Regions from separate parts of the Mus musculus genome. Here region 2 is linked to region 1. The links are chromatin contacts, called in public promoter capture Hi-C maps. All regions are on one chromosome and are shown on one strand. Each heading gives the region's core, a stretch centred on a gene start, on an enhancer-like site or on the middle of the called end of the contact. The rest is flanking DNA. Distances are from core to core; before and after follow the strand shown.

The links. Promoter capture Hi-C pulls out the DNA fragments that hold promoters and counts their contacts.
Region 2: a contact with region 1 is called in a promoter capture Hi-C map of stem cell-derived epiblast-like cells, with 3 times the contacts expected there. The contact joins the enhancer-like site here to the promoter of Llph in region 1. A contact is called at or near these places in 14 of 39 promoter capture datasets (the 3T3-L1 cell line, 3T3-L1-derived adipocytes, cranial neural crest and 9 more), 5 of 15 datasets of contacts at CTCF or cohesin (the NIH/3T3 cell line, embryonic stem cells, hippocampal excitatory neurons and 1 more), 8 of 484 Hi-C or Micro-C datasets (embryonic fibroblasts, embryonic limb bud, embryonic stem cells and 3 more), 23 of 115 datasets of contacts at active chromatin or transcription factors (acute myeloid leukemia, astrocytes, bone marrow-derived dendritic cells and 14 more) and 3 of 9 other capture datasets (adipose tissue, embryonic stem cells and liver).

What each region holds. Positions count from the first base shown.
Region 1 is chr10:120,225,458-120,229,659 of GRCm38.p6, forward strand. It overlaps Llph (LLP homolog, long-term synaptic facilitation (Aplysia)), which reads left to right and starts at 1,603. Exons shown (of 3, transcript NM_025431.2): 1 at 1,603-1,666; 2 at 2,517-2,746. The coding sequence starts at 2,524.
Region 2 is chr10:120,705,344-120,710,015 of GRCm38.p6, forward strand. No RefSeq gene overlaps it. Among named protein-coding and RNA genes, the nearest start is that of Gm35130, 11 kb to the right of the region's middle. Within about 2 kb of position 2,723, at least 70 of the 459 cell types and tissues checked have an H3K27ac peak or open chromatin away from gene starts, as enhancers often do. A contact at or near this core is called in craniofacial prominence, differentiating embryonic stem cells, neural stem cells and 3 more, where this site is marked.

The DNA.
Region 1 (4,202 bases), core at 353-2,852:
TTTCATATGGTTAGTTTTTATAAGAGCTTTTTCATGCCAAATTGTGGAATGTGTCTTAATACATAATAGGTTGATTTTATTTTCCAAATTTCTGTTCAAAAGCCACAGCCTTTTGGTACATGAAGCTGCCAATTTAGAGCATCTGTAAGGTTGATTTTTCAAACCCAGGGCATGCACGCTTCCTCTTGTTATAATGCCAACTGTATTTTTCCTGGGTTAAAAATCTCAGTGCTTGCTCCACTATATGCATGGTTTCTTCAAAAAGACACAGCTCTTCTAGCAATTAAACAGGGATTTTATAAGTCATCACTTATAAAGGGGGCTGGAGACCTGGTTCAGTGGTTAAGAGCACCTCTTGCTCTTGCAGAAGACCTGGGTTCAGTTCTGTGGTGATTTGGATATGCTTGGCTCATGGGAAGTGGCAATATTGGGAGGTGAGGCCTCATTGGAATAGGTGTGACTTTATTGGATGAAGTGTGTCACTGTGTAGGTGGGCTTTAAGGTCCCTAGTGCTCAAGCTCCAGCCAGTTCAGAAGAGAACCTCTGGCTGCCTTCAGATCTGGGCTTCTCCAGCGCCATGTCTGCCTGCATGCTGTCATGCTTCCTGCTATGACGACAATGGACTGAACCTCTGAAACTGTGAGCCAGTCCCAAATAAATGTTTTACTTTTTAAGAGTTGCTTTGGTTATGGTGTCTTCACAGTAATGGAAGTAAAACTAAGTAAAACTGGTTCCCAGCACCCCTGTGGTGACTCACAACCAACTGTAAATCCAGTTCAAGGGATGAGATGGCCTCTTCTGGCCTCTTCTGGTACCAGGCACACATGTGGTACACATACATGCTTGAATGTGGTGATCTGTTGAAAACACTGTTTCCAGGTAAGTCTGGGTAGTTAACGTTTGTTGCCTAATCACCCACTGAAGATCAATGAATGAGGTACTATCTAGGCCCTAAGACACTCTTCTTATCTTTCACAAGTGTTAAAGAGACTTGCGTATCGCCCATAGCTTGTGCAATATTAGAAGCACATGCAAAAACCACACCTTTTTTTGTAAACTCATTCACCCTAGGTTAGCTTTGTCTCAGGTATGTAATAGTTTGGACAGATCAACATTGGTTGAAATAGCTTGTTTTACCCTTTAAATTCGTGGGGATAAGGAAAGATTATTCTGTTGGGTGACACTTTGAAATATAACTGGCATGCAGTCGACGTGACGTATTTAAGTTGTACAATTTGATACATCCTCACAGCCGCGTACCTCCTAGGATCCTCAGCCGAAATGAGAAAATTTCTAGACTGCAATTAAACAAAAACAAAACTCAGAAAGGGCTCCAGGATGATCAGAGCTGAGCAATCCCTTTGGTATCCTTTCTCGTGAGGCTGTCACAGACAGGGCCCCCGGCCAGGCTTGGCCCATCCAAGGCTTTGAGATGCTTTGATTTATAATTTGCCACTCCCGACAGGAAATTCCTTAAACTTTCTCCTGTAGGTGTAGGGGTCAGCCAAAGCCTCGGGATGACAGAGACAGCTGGTTGACCACGCCTCCCCAAAGACCACGCCTCTCAAGGATCCCGGCATGCTGTGCGCTGGCCCCTGAACGGAAGCCGGAAGCGCCTGTACTTCCGGTTGGCGTCCCACGCGTGGTGCGCGGTGTTGTCTCTCAGGTGAGTTGCGTGGGCTTTGGACTCAACTCCGCGGCGTGAAGGACTGGCTCGGACCCTGCCTCCGCGGCGAGACCTGACCGCATCCTCGCTCGGTGCGGGGCTCGGGAGGGCGAGGCTCGGGGTCCCGCACACGGACCACTGGTGATTGCTGACGCTCAGGGGACCTCACCCAGCCACCCCACGGTTCTCGTGACCTGTACGGTGTGCAGCAGAGCGGTGGCCCCGGGGGATCCGGCTCAGCCCCGCAGTCCGCAGACGGGGACGGTAGCTCCGGGTTGAAGCCGAACTTGGTAGAAAGGAGCTGACAGGAGTCGGAGGATCAGAGCGAGCCTTAGGGAGAGCCATTTCCAGACCTAGATCGGAGATGTGACGGTCCTGAAGTGGGCGTTGTGCGGACTGGAGCTTGCGTGCGTGTGGGGCTAGAGAGTAAGTCGGAGGCCCGAGAGGAGCGGGATGAGCTTTGATACACGAGGGGAGGAGTCTTTAAAAGGCAGGGAGCTATGGTTTAAGCTGTTAAAAGTTCACACTAAAGATGTGGTGACGGATATTGGATAAGAACAGCGCAATAGGTGATTTTAAGGCGGAGCTGTTCGCTTTCTGTGTCTACTATGCATAGCTGCTCTTTGAGAACGGCTTGAATTAACGACTTGTTCCTACTTAAAGGGGCCTGACGTGTCCGGACTTAGTCCTTTCATGCTCTGCGCTGATTATTACATAAGCTAAGCATGAGGGCACAGCACAACTTCTCTTCCATCTGTCCCAGTTCTGAAGAGAAGGCTGCTTGGCCACGTCCTTGCCAGTCAAGGGTGTGAGCAGTAAACCTTTTGTTTGTGTTTCTGTTCACCGCCAGGTGAAGCATGGCTAAAAGCCTGCGGAGTAAGTGGAAGAGGAAGATGCGGGCCGAGAAGAGAAAGAAGAATGCGCCAAGGGAGCTCAACAGACTGAAGAGTATCCTCAGAGTGGACGGGGATGCTCTAATGAAAGACGTTGAGGAGATAGCAACCGTGGTGGTAGCCAAACCTCGCCAGGAGAAAATGCAGTGTGAGGAAGGGCGGTGTGACGGCGCAGATGAGGAAAAGGGTGAGCCTCGGTCTTCATTTACATGGTTTTTCTAAAAAATGATCCACTTTTCTCTTAGGGGTCGGTCTCTCTCTGTCTTTTTAAAGCCGTCTTCTACCCATTCTACTTGTCCCTAGTGTCAAGTCCAAAAGAAACTGGGGACAAATGGCTAGCTGTGGAGCTTATTAGATAATAAAGTACATGCTGGCACCCTGGTTCCTCTCAGCTCCTCCCCCCAACCCCCAAGTGTCTCCACTTCACAAGCCTCCCTCTCACTCCCATATAACACTGCCGTCTCGGCCGTGCTTCTCTCGGCTCCTGGATCCTCTCGTTCCTCTCAGTCGCCTTTACCCCACTTCTCTTCCTCTCTTGCCTCCCCAACCCCCACCCCACTTTCTCTCCTCTCATGGCCTGGTTCAGTCCACTGGCGATGTTTTGTCTTCTTTCTCTCCTGCTCTGGACTCTTCTGACTGTACCTTCCCTCATTTCGACAGTAAACACTTCCTCTTCAATCACACTTGGAGCTGTCCTGTGCTCACTGTATGCACCTCACATACCTGGTGTGTTCACGTCTTTATCCTTTGGAAGCTTACGTTTCTTTTAGAGACTGTGCTAAGCTGTTTCACAGTCAGTGTTTGTGAATAGCATCGCTGAGCTGTTTAGAATGGATCTTCAGCAATTACACAGCAGCTTGAATGCCCCAGGCACTGATGGTACTGCGGGATGGAGCTTAGCATCTAGGCAGATGTTTAATTACCCTGGAAAGTCACAGAATCTCACTTTTGTTTGCATCTTTTTAGAGACCCCTGTGTATTGTTACTCATTGGAGGCTCTGTATAATGCTGGATTCAGCAAAGAAAGGGGTGTTTGTTTTTAATGCCCCTGCTTGGCAGCTAAAGGAAGCACTCATATGAGGGGCATTGACTACACTTCCAGAGGACCCAGGTTCAGTTCCCAGCACCCACACGGCAGCTCACAACTGTCAGTAGCTCCAGGATCTGACATCCACACAGACAGACATGCAGGCAAAGCTTCAGTGTAGGTCTTTTTTTAAAAGGCACTCTTAAGGTAGAAGTGTGTTCATGTCTTGAAGGCCAAGGACCCCAAAGTTCTTAGTGCTTAATCCGAAGTGTTAGCGTCCCATTCTTCCAAAGAGAAACCCTCCTGTCTGGTTTCTGTTGGTCTGCTCTGCTTCCGCTGCCCCTGAGAGGTTTGAGACTTGAACTGGCTGTGTCCCTTTCAGCACACACAGCACCTCTGCAACTCTTTTCTTGGCTGCGCCCCCCTAGGAGTTTCTCTCCCTGTCCTTCCAACCCCGAGACGGACAGCTGCTGATGCCGTTGGTCTTCTATGGCTTGCTTTGTAGCTTACTGTCTCACTCTAAACTTCATGTTTTAGCAGATATCAATTTTTCCCTTTAAAGGCAATACTGGTTTGTCGTATGTGCCACGTTTTATTTGTTTGTAGTTGGCATCTG
Region 2 (4,672 bases), core at 1,473-3,972, 480 kb after region 1:
AGCAGGCCAGAGAGAGGACTTGGCGGTTAAGAGTACTCGTTGCTTTTGCAAAGGACCTGGGTTTGGTTCCCAGAACCCACGTGGTGGCTCACGACATCCTTCAATCCAGTCCCACCAGAGGATCCTCTCACCTCCACTGACCCAGGCAGGCAAAGCAGTCACACACATAAAATAAAGATGTATTTTTTAAAGAGAGAGAGAGAAGAAAACCACAAAGTAAAATGTATAGCTCCCAGGCCAACATCAGATGAGCAAAAATGTTGTGTTTGAGTAAATTACTTGTCCTAAACAAAACTTACGGATAGTTTTCCCTGTTGTTTTCATTCCTCCACTTTCCACCATGAATATGTAATATGTGTTTACTCAGCTACAAACCAGTAAATCTCAATGCCATGGCTTGGGTATAAAACGTCCCACCATAGGCTCATGAGTTGGCACACTTGGTCCCCAAGTGGGCTGCTGTTTGGGGAGCTCGTGGATCTTCGGAGCAGGTGGCAGAGCTAGCAGAGGTGGGCTGGCTGAGGGTCTTTGGGGAGTATAGCTTAGTATTCAGCCCATGCCTTGAGCCAGCTTAAATCCTTCTCTCTAAGGTACTGTCTGGGTACTTTCGTCTCAGCAACATGCAAGACAACGAACTCAGTCATCTTTAAAAGATTCGCTCTAGTAGACAAGCCCACCATGGGTAAACGTTAACCAGATGAAATTCTGATATATATATATATATATATATATATATATATATATATACACATGTTAAATATATAAATATATAAAATATAAATATTAAATATATAAATATATATCAGAAATATATATTTAAAGGTAGGAAACCTGTTATCCAGTGTCTAAGCCTTTTTTTTTGTACTAATTGCCTTACATGTATTTCACGACAATTGTGTTTGATTGTTAAGCACTGTGCCTACAGTCGCTCCGATGAGGGGCAGAATGACCAATGGCAGCATCCTGACATCTCAGCACCCCTGCACAGACATTCTTCCACACAAAGTTCTCAAAGCGTCTCAGCTGTGACTCTTTCTGAGCATAAATGTTTCACATTGTTCCAAGCCATACAAAAAGGTTTCAATTTCTCTTCCAAGTAGACAAAGAGAACCAGTACTGGCCAGAGCAGTAAGATGCTTGCCCTTGCCTGGGAGACAGGAAAGGCACTGAAGAGCAACCGGAACCTACTTGCTTCACAGTCAGCCAAGGGCGGCCTGCACTATAATATTTAGGTTTCCCTGTTTATATCCTGTCAGGGGAGAGCAGACTATCACATTCTATCAAGTCACTTGAAAAGAACCACTGATTTACAACTCCAAGGCACTAACAGGGTGTTTGATTTAAGAGTGTATCTATGTAGTTGGAATAAACATACCACACTCCAGAAAGTCTGAAGATAGCTTCCCCCACCCCTACCCCCCAGTAAATGGCAAACAGTTAAGACTTCGTTTATACCCCTCCCCCTCTCCAAGGGTTATCACGGCCTTTTTCCTCACATTGACAGGAAAACAAATGATCAAAAGATGAATGACCTCTGACCCTTCCCTATCTCATTCTCCGTCTGTCAAAAGGTTGCTCGGCAAGGCAGGACAAGCTAATTATTTTTTTTTCCTAATCAATCAGCTATTTTAATGACGTGTGACATGCCTGATCTATCAGTACCATTAAGATAATGTCCACTCTGTTTGGAGGCTGCTACGTTTATGGATAAGCCACTAGCCAGCCTGGCCCCTCAAAGAACCCAGATCCACTCATCTGAGTGCAAGCAAGCCCCAGGATCTGGGAGCACATGGGAAAGAACTCAGCTGGTGGCTGGGTGGCAGTGGCTTAGGCAGCTGACATGCATGGCTGCCCCTGATGCTTCCCCCCCCCCCTCCCGGGGGGGGGGGATTTGAAATTACCATTCATTGGATCTTCTAAATTTTCATTTTGTCTTCTAAAGAAGTTGAGGGGAAAATGAAACAAAACCAAAACAACACTAATAAAAACAAACTACCAAAGCCCACCATCTCAGCCCTGCAGTCAGATAGGTATTAAAAACAATTTCCATAATAGCTCAGAAATCTTTTGTTAGGGATGACCTGAAATGTCACCAGTCTGCAGCCCTGTTTGAGGAGGGGAGGGGTGAAGCAGTTGGGAGAACATGGAGGCCATTGCTAAAGAGATCAGGGCAGAGTGTTAAAAGAAGTCAGGAGATGTGGCAGAAGCGTGGACCCAGGTGAGCGAGCGAACACGGTTTGGTTTTGCCTTTGTGCCATCTCGAGCCTCCTGCTTTGCCCCTTGGGTACCAGCAGCAACTTTGTTGCTAAGGACTGGAATTCCCAGGCACCGGCCTGGCCAACCCAGAGCCCTGGAGAAAGTAGGCCTTAAGGTCTACCCTGGAGGCCTGCTTGCTTCTCCTGTCACACTTTCTCTTCTGCGTGGGCAGCTCAGAGGTCCCATACAATCAGACGGGGGACCGCTCGCTCTCCCTCTCCCCAGATGACAGTGGCCCTGACCAGATGTTTCACACCCCTCTCCCATTGGGCAGCCACAGGACCAGGCCTGTGGGGGAGGGGCACGGGGCTGCTCGGCCACAGCTGGCAAGCAGCTTTCTGCTCTGGATGAATTCAACTTGAATATCAGCCTGAAGAATGTCTCCTCAAAGGAAGGGGAAAGGCCTATCTCCGCAAGGACACCGTCTGAGTGGGTGGGAGGAGGGGAGAGGGGGTTGAGAGCATCCGCTCTCCTCATTCATAGACAGCAGGAAGCACCCAGGACAGACATCCCTCCCGATCACCACCGCCACCCTGTCTCTGGGCAGAATCTTAGGGAGTGCCAGCTCTCCCTGGGGCCTGTCTCTTTTTGTAGCCTGCATACCAATTCCTAGGGGTTAGGCAGATGTAATGCAGACAGGATTCTGATGCTTCCGCATCGTGCTTCCTGTTCCTAGAGAGCGTATAAACAGAAAGGGGAGGGGCCAGAAGTAGAAACATGTCGTTAGAGTACGGTATCATGTTAACAGAGGTCTATGAGACAGTGCGGAGACACCAGGAAGACAGAAGACTGCAAGAGACAACTCTGGGAAGGGCAGCGTGATTTTTTAAGTACAACTAGTGAGACAAGCAGCCCAGGCAAGCAATGGCATACCGAGAGGCAGAGAGGCCTAGTGACCCCTGAACAACCGCTTCTGTTTCTGTAAGAATGATTAAGGAGGAGATGCTAGGTCATATGTGCTCCTTGGATAAATACTTACTGGATACCATCTTGAGTATACGCTTAGGGAGTAAACCTAAAGGAATCTGACCTCCCTAGAACTTTGAGTTTAGCCAAGGAGGCAGAGGGCAAGTCCCTGCAGAAATGACAAGCCAGAGAAGGTCCTCTGAGAGAGGTAAGGAGGTTTTTGTGTTGAGGAAGAGAAAGGAGAGAAGGCTGTGCCTTAAGTCAGGGTGTAGCAGAGGCCTCTTGGAGCCGAGAGGAGGATTAGCCGGGCAGAAAGCAGCTTGGGAAGTTTACAAGCAAACCCAACACAAACAAGGTAAAAAACAAAAGCCCTGTGGAGGAGGAGGACCTTTGACCAGGCCCTAAGGGTCAGATTACAGTTTGACCACACTCCGTGGCTTTAGGATGAGCAAAAGCAAAAACAGAAAAGCCAAGCGAGTTTGTATGAAGGATGCATTAAGGAAAGTTGATGGTAAACACTCAGCAAGGGGGCTTTGCAGAACCCACAGTCAGAAAGAGTAAGAAAGAGCTGGTGACAGCCCTGTCCTGGCAGCCTACAGGATATGGAAATAAATGGACCATACTAGACTCTCTCTTTCCCTCTCTTTGTCTCTCTGTCTCTGTATGTCTTTGTCTCTGTCTCTAACTCTGTCTTTCTCTTTGTCTCTCTGTTGCTGTATCTGTCTGTCTCTGTCTCTGTGTGTGTCTCTGTCTCCATGTCTCTCTGTCTCCCTGTGTGTCTCTGTTGCAGTGTGTGTCTTTTTGTCTCTGTGTGTCTCTCTGTCTCTTTGTGTCTGTCTCTGTCTCTGTTGCTGTGTATCTTCTTGTTTCTGTGTGTCTCTTTGTCTCTGTATGTATCTCTCAGTGTATGTGTGCCTGTCTGTCTCTGTGTGCCTCTCTCTGTATCTCTGTCTCTCTGCATCTCTCTTGTGTGTCTGTGTGTCTGTGTATCTGTGGGTATCTGTGTCCACTGTAGCAAGCTCTCCATGCACCCCCTTGGTTCGGAAAAGCAGGAACCACTGACAACCGATGGGAGACATTGTCTCAATGGTCTCTCCTGGCGAGAGACTCCTGAAGATCTTTCTGCTCTTCTTTATCTGCCCCACTCTGTTTGCCCTGTCTACAGTGTCCATTTGAGAATGATTCTAGAAACCTGGCCCTGGGGCAGACCTCCTTCTGCTTGCTTCTGAGAGCAAGTTCTTGTTTCTGCAGAGGATGCCGGTGGGACCAGCCTGCTCTGGGTGTGACAGCAGCTGGGTCCTTCCCATCATCCCCTCTACCTTCAAGTCCCACAGGTCACCCTTGATGTGCTTTCCCAGAACATTCACACTGGGAGCAAGGGTGGGCGCTACAAAGTTCACATCAGCTTTTCATTGATAATCTGCCTCCCCTCCAGAAAGCCAGAGCAAAGCCTCAGTTATTTCCAGGGTCCCAGTGTATCCTGGGAAAGTCTCCACTCTGCCTCTCCTCT